Linked DNA regions of Sus scrofa: all the other regions are linked to region 1. Evidence: chromatin contacts called from public HiChIP or PLAC-seq and promoter capture Hi-C data. All regions are on one chromosome and are shown on one strand. The core of a region is the stretch at or near the end of the contact, and the rest is flanking DNA. Distances in the headings are between cores, read along the strand shown. Region 1 holds the start of MGAT4B (alpha-1,3-mannosyl-glycoprotein 4-beta-N-acetylglucosaminyltransferase B). Region 2 holds the start of RUFY1 (RUN and FYVE domain-containing protein 1). Region 3 holds the start of HNRNPH1 (heterogeneous nuclear ribonucleoprotein H).

Region 1 (3,829 bases), core at 737-3,236:
TATTTTTCAGAAAAGGTTATTTAATTTTCTAAAAGACATGTCCGAGAGTTCCCTTCATGGCTCAGCGGTTAACGAACCCAACGAGGATCCATGAGGATGTGGGTTCAATTCCTGGCCTTGCTCAGTGGGTTAAGAATCTGGCATTGCAGTGAGCTGTGGTGTTTGTTGCAGACGCAGATCAGATCCCACGTTGCTGTGGCTGTGGTGTAGGCCGGCAGCTGCAGCTCCAATTCAACCCCTAGCCTGGAAACTTCCATGTGCCGTGGGTGCAGCCCTGAAAAAGCAAAAAAAAAAAAAAAAAAAAAGTGAAAGACATGTCTATATTAAACCAACAAGCCTAAGCTAGCTTCAATACCAGATATCAACTCAGTACTGAATATTCTCAGATCACAGGGACCTGAAATTCATTTTGCCTAATTTTCTAAATATTAGGAATTATTTGAAATTTTTTTTGTCTTTTTAGGCCCACATCCGCAGCATATGGAAGTTCCCAGGGGACTATAACATGGAACAGAGCTCTGATTATCCATAGTTAATTATTCACTGCCAGTGTTATCAAATATCAAGCAAACAAATGCAATGCAAAACAGCCTCTCAGGATCACAGTTCCCTAGCACCAAAAAGGGAGGTTCTCGTCCATTGCAAAGGGAAAATCCCAACCACTACTCTGCCATAAGCAAAACCCAGCGCAATAGGCAAGGATACCTGTTATCAAAAATGTCTCTATGGACCAATGCATACTGATACACATACAAACAACAAACTTACAGTCCCACAAACAAAGGCACAAACTGGAGTGGCTCACCCCAAAACAACACACACACACAATTACAAATAACATATAAGACAGAAAATCAGAGACGGGGTAGTCTAAAATTCCACTTCCATTCCCAGACAGAAGACACGTCCAAACAGATTGGCCCAGATCTCAAAAGAGAACGGACCCAAAGTGACTCACTTCCCACAAGGGAAGCAGCCCAAATGGAATGGAGAGAGTTCCCAGCCTCAGCAAGCTGGAGCGACTTACCCCCAATCAACACTGAATGTGGAACACAGCTCTGGACATTTCTTAGCTTTAAACAGCATCCTGCCCTGGGGTGGCTGGTGCCTGCAGGGCGAGAGACACACACACACACCTCTTCCCCAGAGCAAAATGAGCTCTGGGCAGCTGCTGGGAACTCAGGTAAGGGGCTGCCCCAGCAGGTGTCAATCTGCTGGGCACAGTGTCCCACCTGGGCTGCCATAATTGTTACCAAGTCCGTGTGCTCAGTGCACACCAAAGCCAAACAACACCGAAAGTCAGGATTTGGAGCACAGAAAGGTTTACTGCAGTGCCATGCAAGGAAATGGGTTGCTTGTGCTTTAAAAAGCCACAAACTCCCTGCAGGCTTTCAGCAAAGCCCTTGTAAAGGCAAGATGAGGGAGGGACGTGGTTGTTGCAAATTTCTCTGTGCCTGATAATTTGTTTTCATAGCTGTCCACATAGACATAGGTATAGACAAGATTGTTTTTAAAACAAAAAAGGTGCAGAGCATGACTAAGCACAGGCAACAAAGCACAAAGGTTAAAATAACAGGAACAGATCTAATATGGAGTCAGATTTGTTCTTCCCTATTACTCCCCTCCCACTTCCTAGACTCCCTTAGACCTAGGGGAGGGGCCTGAAGTTCCCAGAGTTAACCTGAGTGGGCTCCGGACCTGGGTGGGGGTTGTTCATAATGGAAATGTTACTGAAAAGGGGTCAGAGGTCCACGCACGACGCCTCCACCCAAAGCGACCTGCCTGAAGGCCACGGCCTCAACCTACCTGAGGCCTGAGCCCAGGGCAGCCCCAAGTCTGGGACCGCGTGAGTCCACGCAGCAGCCACTGTCCCGAGCCTGGCGGAGGGCGGAATCCCGGTGTTGGTCCCACCCCGCCCCCTCGCGGTGCTGGTGGTGGCAGCCTGTGATGCGGCCCCTTTAAATCCCGGCCGCCCCGCCCTTCGCAGCCACTCGGCGGCGGCCCCGGATCCAGGCCGGGCCGCGGCTCTTGCCGCGCAGCTTAGCCCATCCCGGCCCAGGCGCCAAGCCGAGGCCGTCTGCTCCCCGCACCCGGGAGTAGCGGTTACTTCCGCGACCGGTCAGGTGTCCACCCCGGCAGGCCCGCCTGCATCCCCGCCCGGCCCCGGGCTCCCAGCCCGTCCCCGCCCCGGGGCCGGGGCCCCCGCAGCCTCCTGGTCCCCGCGCCCCGGCCCCGGTCCCCCGGGCCATGCGGCCTCGGCCCCGCCGGCGCCCACCGCGCACCCGAGGAGATGAGGCTCCGCAATGGCACCTTCCTGACGCTGCTGCTCTTCTGCCTGTGCGCCTTCCTCTCCCTCTCCTGGTACGCGGCGCTCAGCGGCCAGAAAGGTGAGCCCCTCCTCCGCCGCCGCCCGCCCGGTGCCCCATCCACACCTGGGAGCCGGCGTCCGGAGCAGGGTGCGGGCATCCGCCCGCGAAGCGGCCGGAAGCGGACGCAGGCGCCCCTTCCTCGCCCGAGCGGCGGGGGAGGACGCCCCTCCCATCCTCGCCCCCACTTGTTTGCTGCTGGAATAAAGAAATTCTCCTGCGGCCTGGGCTGGGCCGCGCGGGTGAGCAGATAGTGGGCGCCCAGGGCACGCTCCGAACCGGCCTCCGTGAGTACAGTTCTGCCATGCTGGGGACTTCAGAGTTCTCACAGAGGGACAGAGACACAAGGTCACAGAGGTGGCTGTGCTGTGCCAGAGGGTTCCCAGGGTACCAGCTCCAGGCACCTGGGTACACTGTTCCTGATGATACCAAACCCAAGTCCGCTCTGCCTTCCCAACGACAAGCCAGTACATTCCAGAGATGAGTTGTTGGGGCAAGGAATAGTGACTTTAATCTGAAAGCTAGCAGACCAAGAAGATGGCAGACTAGTGTTTTAGAAAACCATCTTGCCTCAGTCCCAATTCAGGCTCCTTTTATACTGAGAAGCGGGGGGGGGGGAGCCAAGGGTCTCTCACTAGCTGTCACTTGCATGGGGGAAGGGCCCCCTACAATGCTGGCCACTAAAGGTCACTCACGAAGGACTGCTTACAACTCCTCAGTGTCAATGTCCATGGAAAAGGGGGCAGCGATCTTTTTGGCTACTTTCTGCTGTACCTGGGCACTGAAAGTGTGACCATGGAATGGAATTGATCAGTTTTATGCTAGGAATATTAAGTAATACAATTCTCTTTATCTACAACTATTTAAACTTGGTAACATTCCTGCTATGATGAAACTTTAATCTCAATACTTATCCCTTTTCAAGAGCAACCTTAAGTCTTCTAAGGGTTCACAAACCCATTGCTCTCTAGGCCGCTCAGGAGTTGGGTCATTTACTAATGTCAGTGGGGCTCCTTTAACCCGAGTGTGATGAATCGATGGCTTTACTCCAGCTAACCTGACAGATGAGTGTGTGGTAAGTAATACCACATGTGGTCCTGTCCACCTTGCAGTCAGCTGGTGCTTAGGCCTTTGTTCTCTCCAGGCTTTAAGGAGGACTGGGTCTCCAGGTTGGAAAGGGTGTGAGGCTACCTCAGTTGGATAGGCAGACCTGTTGGAGGCAAACTCATGAACAGAGGTTAGTATGGTGCCCAGGATTTTAACATAATTGGCAACTGCTAGGTCTTTGAGAGCATTTAATTTACAAAGGAGATCTTGGCCCAAAAGAGGGATTGGACATGCTGGCATGTATATAAGAAACTGTGTTTTAGGGTGAGGTCCTCTAATTGGCATTCTAGAAAGCATGACGTTGTATTTCTCCAGAAACTCCTGTAACCGGCATGAATTGGGATGTTTTCTCTGCC
Region 2 (3,829 bases), core at 484-2,983, 240 kb after region 1:
GACTAATATTTGGCACCTAGGAAGCACAATATAAGTGCTGGCTATTTATAGCATGACCACAAGTGGGGAAAACAAGTGTTTTTCAAATATGCATTTGTTCAACAAATATTTATTATTCTGCATTAGGCACAGTTCTAGGCACTGGCACATTTTATTTACTGCCAAACAGTTAACATGTATTACTTGCTTACTACCTAAGAGGCCTCCAGAAGATCCTATGCCTTGACTCTCTGAGCATATAATTAAGTATCTACTGATGTGTGTAAGGGTGGCAAGACAGTGGGAACTAGACTCCTGAGTTGAACAGGCTTCTTCATTACTTTCCAGTCCTACTTTCCACTGCTGGAATCTAAAGTCAGATTTTAAACTTTACTCATTAATCTTTCTTAACCACTGAATTGGTCCCAAATCACTATTTTGGTGCCATCGCTGACTTCTACAGCCAGTTTACCAGTGGAAAGGATGGAATCAAAAAAACTCAGTCACACTATAATGCTTCATAGACAGCACTTCATCCTTTAGTGAGCTGTGCCCCACAGCACTCTCTATGATGGAAATGTTTTCACTGTCCTAGCCACATGGAGGCTACTGGGCATTTAAAATGTGGCTGTTGTGACTGAGAAACTAAATTTTTAATGTTTAAATATCACATGTAGGTAGTGGCTACTGTACTGATTAGCATAGCTCTAAATATTTGGCTTTATAGGACTTTCTAAGTCGTATTCTATCATAATCATTCTATTCTCACCTGCTGAAACTCTATTCTAGATGACAAAGGCTGAAAAAGTCTGTAAGAGATCACTGGATCAATCAAAAACATCTCTTATTTTACAGGCTGGGAAATGTGATAACTTGTCTGCAGCTGGTGGTAGAGCTCGCCCGGAACCCTCAATCCCTGACCTCCGCCTTGGTGCTTTGACTCAGCGGAGAGCAGGGACGCATGCGGTCGACAACTTGGAAGTGTGAGCCGGTATGGCATTTTGGGATTTAAAGAAGAGAACAGTGGGGATTCACTTTTCAAGTCCTTTTAAAATTAACACAGACCTCCCAAGCTTAAATGCGTACATTTTTAAATCTTAAGACACCAAAAGAGAATAAAAATGCTGCTGGGGAACATAACTGGAGGTGGAGTCACTCCAATCTCAGGCCATCCACGCCCACCAATTTATCTTGGCTTGAACGCACGGTATAGGTTAAGGCGTGTTAACAGGATGGTTTTTTAACAACTCGTCTAACAGGGGAGTCGGTTAAACACACTCGCCAACCTGGCTCTCACTGCGAAACCGGCAACCGCCCGGCGAAATGCAAGCAGGGCGCGCCTGGCCGGACCCTACCTGCGCGCACCGCGCCATCCGCGCCGCCATCCGCGCCGCTCAGCCCCGCGGCCGCGCGCAGCGCGCTCCCGCAGCTCGCCGACAGGTTGCCGGTGGCTTTCCGCGCCAGGGTCAGGATGGGGGCTGACCAGCCTTCCGCCGCCGCCCGGGCCTTCGCTGCGCTCTGCTGCTCGCCTGGGCCCGGCAACTGGCTCCGGTCCACGATCTCAAACTCTTCTCCCGGCTCCGGCCCCGGCGCTGGCCCGGGCTCCTGCCCCGCCCGGGAGCCGTCTTCCCCGTCGGCCATCTTGGTCATGTCACGTGGCCCGGGCGGGCGGCTGACCCGGCGAGGCCGGCGCGCGGGCGCGTGTTTTTGCGCTCTCGCTGCTCTGTTTCCCGGTTCGTGACGGTCTTCTTCCTCTTTCCCGTCCTCCTTTCTTGTTTTTTACTTTAAAACAGCTGGGGAAAATACGAATCGTAAGAAGCACCCACATCCTCATCAGCTGGGAGGACTTGTTTCCCTGGAAGTTATTCTTGGACTTTCTCCTTTTATTTGGTGCATCCAGCCCGGCTTAGAACACAGCGCACATGGCTGTTGTTTTCTTTGTGACACTTTACCCTCATTTTCATTTTATTTTAGAACTTTTTCTACTTGGTCATTTTTCTGGAGTAGTCGTCAAGCCCTAAAAAAGCGAGTAAGGAAACTCTGGGACAGGTGAGGCAGGAAAGCAGTTTTTTTTTGTTTTTGTTTTTTTAAATTAAATAAATAGGACAGCTTGGCAGGAAAGAGCACACTGGTGGACTGGGAATCAGAAGGTCTGGATTCTGCTATTAATTAATTAGTTAAATGGTAATACTTACAAAACTTAGCACATTACTAAGTAAGGCACACATGACAGGAACATTAGTTGTTTTTTACCGAAGGGTGTGGCTTGGACATACTGTCCACTCGTAGGGTATTACAGTCTATTTTCCCCTTGAAGGGACTATGTCTAAATAGAAATTCGAATTTCACTAGCATTTGACGCTTTGTTTGCCAAGTGCTGCATATGGGCTTTATCAAACCAGGAGACTGTTTTGTTTGCCTCCCAGAGTGTTTAAATTTAAAGTTAAAGTTGTTGCAGATATTTATTTATTTTTATTTTTGTTTTTTGTTTTCTTCTGAGTGCCAGACCTGCAGCACGTGGAACAACGCAGATCTGAGCCGATTCTGCAGCCTACATTGGGTGGAGCCAGAGATCGAACCCACATTCTCATGGACACTTTGTCAGATTTTTAACTCGCAGAGCCACAAGGGGAATTCCTATTGCAGATATTTAGAAATCAAAGGATTCCACATAAAAAATCTGGATTTGGGGGAGTTCCCGTCGTGGCGCAGTGGTTAACGAACCCGACTAGGAACCATGAGGTTGCAGGTTCGATCCCTGGCCTTGCTTAGTGGGTTAAGGATTCCTCGTGAGCTGTGGTGTAGATCGCAGACGTGGCTCGGATCTGGGATCTGGTGTCGCTGTGGCTGTGGTGTAGGTCGGCCGCTACGGCTCTGATTGGATCCCTAGCCTGGGAACCTCCATATGCCTCGGGAAGCGGCCCTCAAAAAGCCAAAAAAAAAAAAAAAAAAAAAAGAAAGAAAGAAAGAAAGAAAAGAAGTCTGGACTTTGGCCTGGTCTTGAAACATTGGAAGCTTTTGCAACTCAGTATATTCTCTGATTGCAGTGAACTGGTGGAGTGGATGATGGCTGTCCTTTTAGAAGCCCAGGTTTTCCTGGTATCTTTGTTACCAGCTTTTATGATCTTTCTGGCCACTGAAGGCCAGTTGTTTCCTGTTTGAAAGAGTGTAGCTGGAAAGTGGCCTCGGTACACTTGCACCAGTTAAGTCTCAGAGTCAGAGTTTTGGGTGAAGCAGAAAGAACAGTTTTATTGCTTTGACAGGCAAAGGAAGCCATTGTAGGCTAATGCCTCAAAACTGTGTCCTGCCTTGAGAGGGTATAGAAAGGGTTTTATAGGTTTAGCTCAGAAGACAGGTTTATTGATTAAGGTGTCTACATTATTCTCCCTCCATAGATCATTTCAGAATCCTCAAGTCCGGCGTCAGTCTGGTGATGGTTTCTGGTTGTCCTCAGGGTAAGCATTCTTTGATCTCATGGTTCCTAGTCAGATTCGCTTCTGCTGCACCATGATGGGAACTCTGAAGAGACCTCGATTTTGAGAGCTGATTTGGAGTATCAAGTGGTAACACCTCATGATGTCTATAATTTAAAATACTTCAGCACAAGAAAATATTTGGAGCAAACATGGCAAGAGCTTGACAGTTTTGAAATCTAGGTCTGAGTATAGGAGAATTGTTATGTATTTCTACTCTTCTGAATGTCTGACTTTTCATAATAAAAAAATAAAAAGATACATAAAAAACTGAATCCATGTGAAACAGGAGCCAGCATTTCAGAAAGACTGAAAAATCCTCAGAAAAGGTTTGATTGAGATTTAATTTTGAATAATGAAAACAAAAATTATGAAAA
Region 3 (3,829 bases), core at 845-3,344, 180 kb after region 1:
CAACGCCGGATCGTCAACCCACTGAACAAGGGCAGGGACTGAACCCACAACCTCATGGTTCCTAGTCGGATTCGTTAACCACTGCGCCACAACGGGAACTCCAAAATATTCTTGTACATCATGTTCTATCCCAGTTTGCTGTGCTATACAGTAGAACCCTGTTGTTTATGCATTGTAAATGTAATAGTTTGCATCTACTAACCCCAAATTCCCAGCCAATCCCACAACATGCCATTATTTTTTAAGGCACATCCTTTATTTTTTTGGCCCAACCCAGCATGTGGAAGTTCCCCTGCCAGGGACTGAACCCTCACTGCACTTACAGTCTGTGAAACTGCTGCAGCAATGCTGGATCCTTAACCTGCTGCACCGCACAGGAACTTCCCACATCTGTAATTTAGAGAGATTAAACTGAAAAAAAGGTGTTTAAAGTTGATGAAAAAGATAATTAATAAATATATGCTTTATCTTTGTATGGGAAAGAGCTCCCCCGCCCCCGCAAGCCACATCTCACATGTGGAAGGGCACCACAACAGTGACAATGCCAGATCCTTAACTGGCTGAGCCACAAGGAGACTCCTGGGAAGAGGCTTTCTAAGCTTAAAGACAAACTTTCTAAGCTTAAAGACAAAGTATCCATAGCTTTGACTTCATCAAAATGAAAACCTTCTGGGGAGTTCCCTCGTGGCTCTGTGGGTTAAGGATCCAGCACTGTCACTGCTGTGGTTCTGGTTACAGCTGTGGCATGGGTTTGATTCCTGGCCTGGAATCTTCCACATGCCTTGGGCATGACCAAAAAATAAAAATATTGGCAGAGGATAAAAGAAAGGGAATTTTCAGTGTCAGCAAAGCAAAAGGATATGGAACCCTCACCTGCCCCTGAGAGGGGTTGTCAAACCTTTAATTTAGGGTAGGCCCTAAAAATATTTAGGTCCTTCCTAGTTTACTTCTAGAAATCTATCCAAGGAAATGATCTTATCTTTCTGTGATGATTACACATCACATTTACTTACTGTGAAAAAAAATCCCAGAAAACTTTAGGGAAAATAAACATCTTAGACATGTAGCCAGGTTGTTGAAAGGTAAAGACATGATTTGAGGGGGTCAGGCTTTTTCCTTCACCTAACCAGAAACTAGTGTTCTTAGGTCATTTAATAAGACCAAAGCTCTCAAATGATGTAACCTGTTAGGAAACCTTAAGACAGTCTTGTGATGTTTTGGAGAGACAGTGGCCAAGAGCAAAAACTGTTCTCCTTGCCTTTTTTTTTTTTTTTAAGGGCTGTACCTGCGGCATATGGAGGTTCCCAGGGGTTGAATCTGAGCTGCAGCCACCATCCTATGCCAGGTCCCAGTCGGGTCTTCAACCTACACCCCAGCTCACAGCAATGCCAGATCCTTAACCCACTGAGCGAGGCCAGGGATTGAACCTTCGTTTGCATGGATACTAGTCGAATTTTTTTCCGCTGAGCCAGGATGGGAACTCCTCTCCTTGCTTTTGAATCACTCAGAAATAGACCTTTGATCTAGACAATTTGGGAATCCCATCTTAGTGACTTTAGCCAAAATGCCCTCTATTTCCTCTAGCTCCGTGTGCAATTGAGGGCAGGCAGTTGCATTCACCGTGCTTGTTCCATCTGTGTCCCCTTTACACCCAGCAGCAGAGTTTTTCTTTTCGAACAGCTCTTCTTGCGCCCTGCTGAAGACCTGCCAGAACCTTTTCTTGTGCTTGTAATTATCACTTTTGCCAAGGCCTAAATGGCCTGGCAGGATTGGCCCCTGCCTACTTCTGGGACCTTGGATCATCTTCTCCCTCTATTCCACTGATGTCCTCTCCAGTTTTCTCAAACCTATTAAAACTGGATACGGCCTCCAGACCATCGCAGGGGCGAAAACATGCTTTCTTGCATCTCTGAGTAGTGGCACTCAGAGAGGTCTTTGCTGTGGTACTCCGTGTTTATTGCTTGTGTCCACCAGGCTGGAGGTGGGGAGGATAGGCAGGATCAGACAAAGGGAGCACTGAGAGCCTATGAGCAAGGTCCCAATTCCTGCAGTGCTACTGGAAATCACGAGCATCACCAGCCTCCAGTTCTGTGCGCACACGAGATGACCCTGGAGTCTCGCCAGGGCGAGTGTCTCCATCTAGGGATGGACAAAACGGTTCCTACTTAGCCTTGGGAAAATCAAGCGGGAACCCGCTCCAGAAAGCGGAGCAACGCGCACTGGCTGCTCAACCTGTACTCACGACGCGCAGCGGGACTCGGCGTACGGCGCCCGCCTCTCGTGCTAATGCCCGCGCCCGCCTCTCGTGCTAATGCCCGGGGCGTTCAGGGCCCGCAGGTCTTGGGGCGGGGCAGCTGGGGGTCACAAAGCGCGAGTTCGTTAGGGCAAAAGCGGAGTACGAGACTGAGGCACGGGCACAGGGACTCTGCATGGGGCCCCAGGCCCAACGACGACAGGTAAGGAACAGTGGCGGCAGGAAGGCCCAGGACTCGCTCCCGGCGCCGCCGGGATATCTTCGGGCGCGGGAAGCACGCAGTCCCGCAGCGCTGTTTGCCACGGGCTGGCTCTAGGAAGAAAAGGTGTATAGGCTGCACAAGGGCGGGGAGCGCCTGTAACTTCAGGTCGTCCAGGACTGTAGATAATGGGCTAAGCGGCACCTCATCACAACCCAGAGGCTAGTACACAGTACAGTTCCTATAAAGGACCTGACAGCCGCCATTCCCCTCCCCCCTTCTGGCGGGTAAGATCAGAGAACGGTTTGAAGGAAGACGCATGCGCGTGAAACTAAATTAAACCGCTAAAGCTCGCAATAATCGCGGGAAGGCGCAGGCGCATAAAAGCCCCGCGGGTTTAAGGAGGTGGGAGGGGCTGAGCCTAAAACGCCAGCGTTTAATAACTTGCTGCCTGGAGATGGGCTGGAACGTAAAATTACGCATGCGCCCAAGCTCTGTGTGACGCAACGGGGCGGTGCGGCCACCTGACTGCGCGTGCGCAGAGATTGTTCTAAGCGCCTTATTTAGGTTGCGCAGGCGCCCGCTGGCCATTTCTTCTCAGCCACGCCGAAGTTGTTCGTGTAGGTGAGTGTTTGTTGCTCCGTGTTTACCGCGAAGCGGACTCCAAGGATGCCATTTTTACGAGGATTGTTTACCCCCAGGAGTCTGTGGAACCTGGGAGGCTTTAGCAAGGTGCGGCCTGCCGTTGGGAGCGAGGAATGGTTCGCCGAGTCTTGGCAGGGCCGCTGAGGCCTGCAGGCCGCGCTGACTCTATTGTGTGAGATGTCGGAGGAGGCGGAGCGGAAGCGGTCGCCGCCATTTCCTTGCTTCCACGCTGGCGTTAGGCCGGGTTCCCCTTTGGCTTGGGGCACCGGTACCTGGTGCACAGAGCGGCTTCGGGGGCCCGACCGCTGGCCAAGGGGGTGTTTGGCGTTGGAGTATGTGGGGTCGGGAAGTCCGCACGGCCTCGGCCTTTATTAAGGCGCCGCGGCGGGGCGGCAGGGCGTCTCGAGAGCGGAACGGAAGGCTGTTTAATTTTAACATTTCTCAGGTCTGACCGTCATCCCCACTTTGCAGTCTTTTTCGACGCCCGAACGCACTAAGAGACGATGATGTTGGGCACCGAAGGCGGAGAGGGATTCGTGGTGAAGGTCCGGGGCTTGCCCTGGTCCTGCTCGGCGGACGAAGTGCAGCGGTTTTTTTCTGGTGAGTCTGAAGCGGAGGCGGGAGTTAAGCGGCCGAGGCCGCAGGGCGGGCGGGCGGGCGGGGAGGCGGCGGTGGCCGGGCCGGGCCGGGCCGGGCCCGGGGCGCCCCCTGGTGGGGCGCGGGCGGCAGCC

What was found. Promoter capture Hi-C pulls out the DNA fragments that hold promoters and counts their contacts. HiChIP or PLAC-seq counts read pairs in DNA pulled down with a chosen protein or histone mark.
Region 2: an H3K27ac HiChIP or PLAC-seq map of alveolar macrophages shows a contact between it and region 1. The contact joins the promoter of RUFY1 here to the promoter of MGAT4B in region 1. A contact is called at or near these places in 2 of 2 datasets of contacts at active chromatin or transcription factors (alveolar macrophages and skeletal muscle).
Region 3: a contact with region 1 is called in a promoter capture Hi-C map of liver, with 2.8 times the contacts expected there. The contact joins the promoter of HNRNPH1 here to the promoter of MGAT4B in region 1. A contact is called at or near these places in 2 of 5 promoter capture datasets (fetal liver and liver), 2 of 47 Hi-C or Micro-C datasets (liver and skeletal muscle) and 1 of 2 datasets of contacts at active chromatin or transcription factors (alveolar macrophages).

What each region holds. Positions count from the first base shown.
Region 1 is chr2:78,781,789-78,785,617 of Sscrofa11.1, forward strand. It overlaps MGAT4B (alpha-1,3-mannosyl-glycoprotein 4-beta-N-acetylglucosaminyltransferase B), which reads left to right and starts at 1,987. Exons shown (of 15, transcript XM_003123649.4): 1 at 1,987-2,387. The coding sequence starts at 2,291. It overlaps LOC106507307 (a long non-coding RNA gene), which reads right to left and starts at 1,993. Exons shown (of 3, transcript XR_002341724.1): 1 at 1,807-1,993; 2 at 1,028-1,108.
Region 2 is chr2:79,019,944-79,023,772 of Sscrofa11.1, forward strand. RUFY1 (RUN and FYVE domain-containing protein 1) reads right to left here and starts at 1,734. Exons shown (of 18, transcript XM_003123642.4): 1 at 1,335-1,734. The coding sequence starts at 1,629.
Region 3 is chr2:78,959,362-78,963,190 of Sscrofa11.1, forward strand. It overlaps HNRNPH1 (heterogeneous nuclear ribonucleoprotein H), which reads left to right and starts at 2,095. Exons shown (of 14, transcript XM_021084330.1): 1 at 2,095-2,456; 2 at 3,570-3,698. The coding sequence starts at 3,602.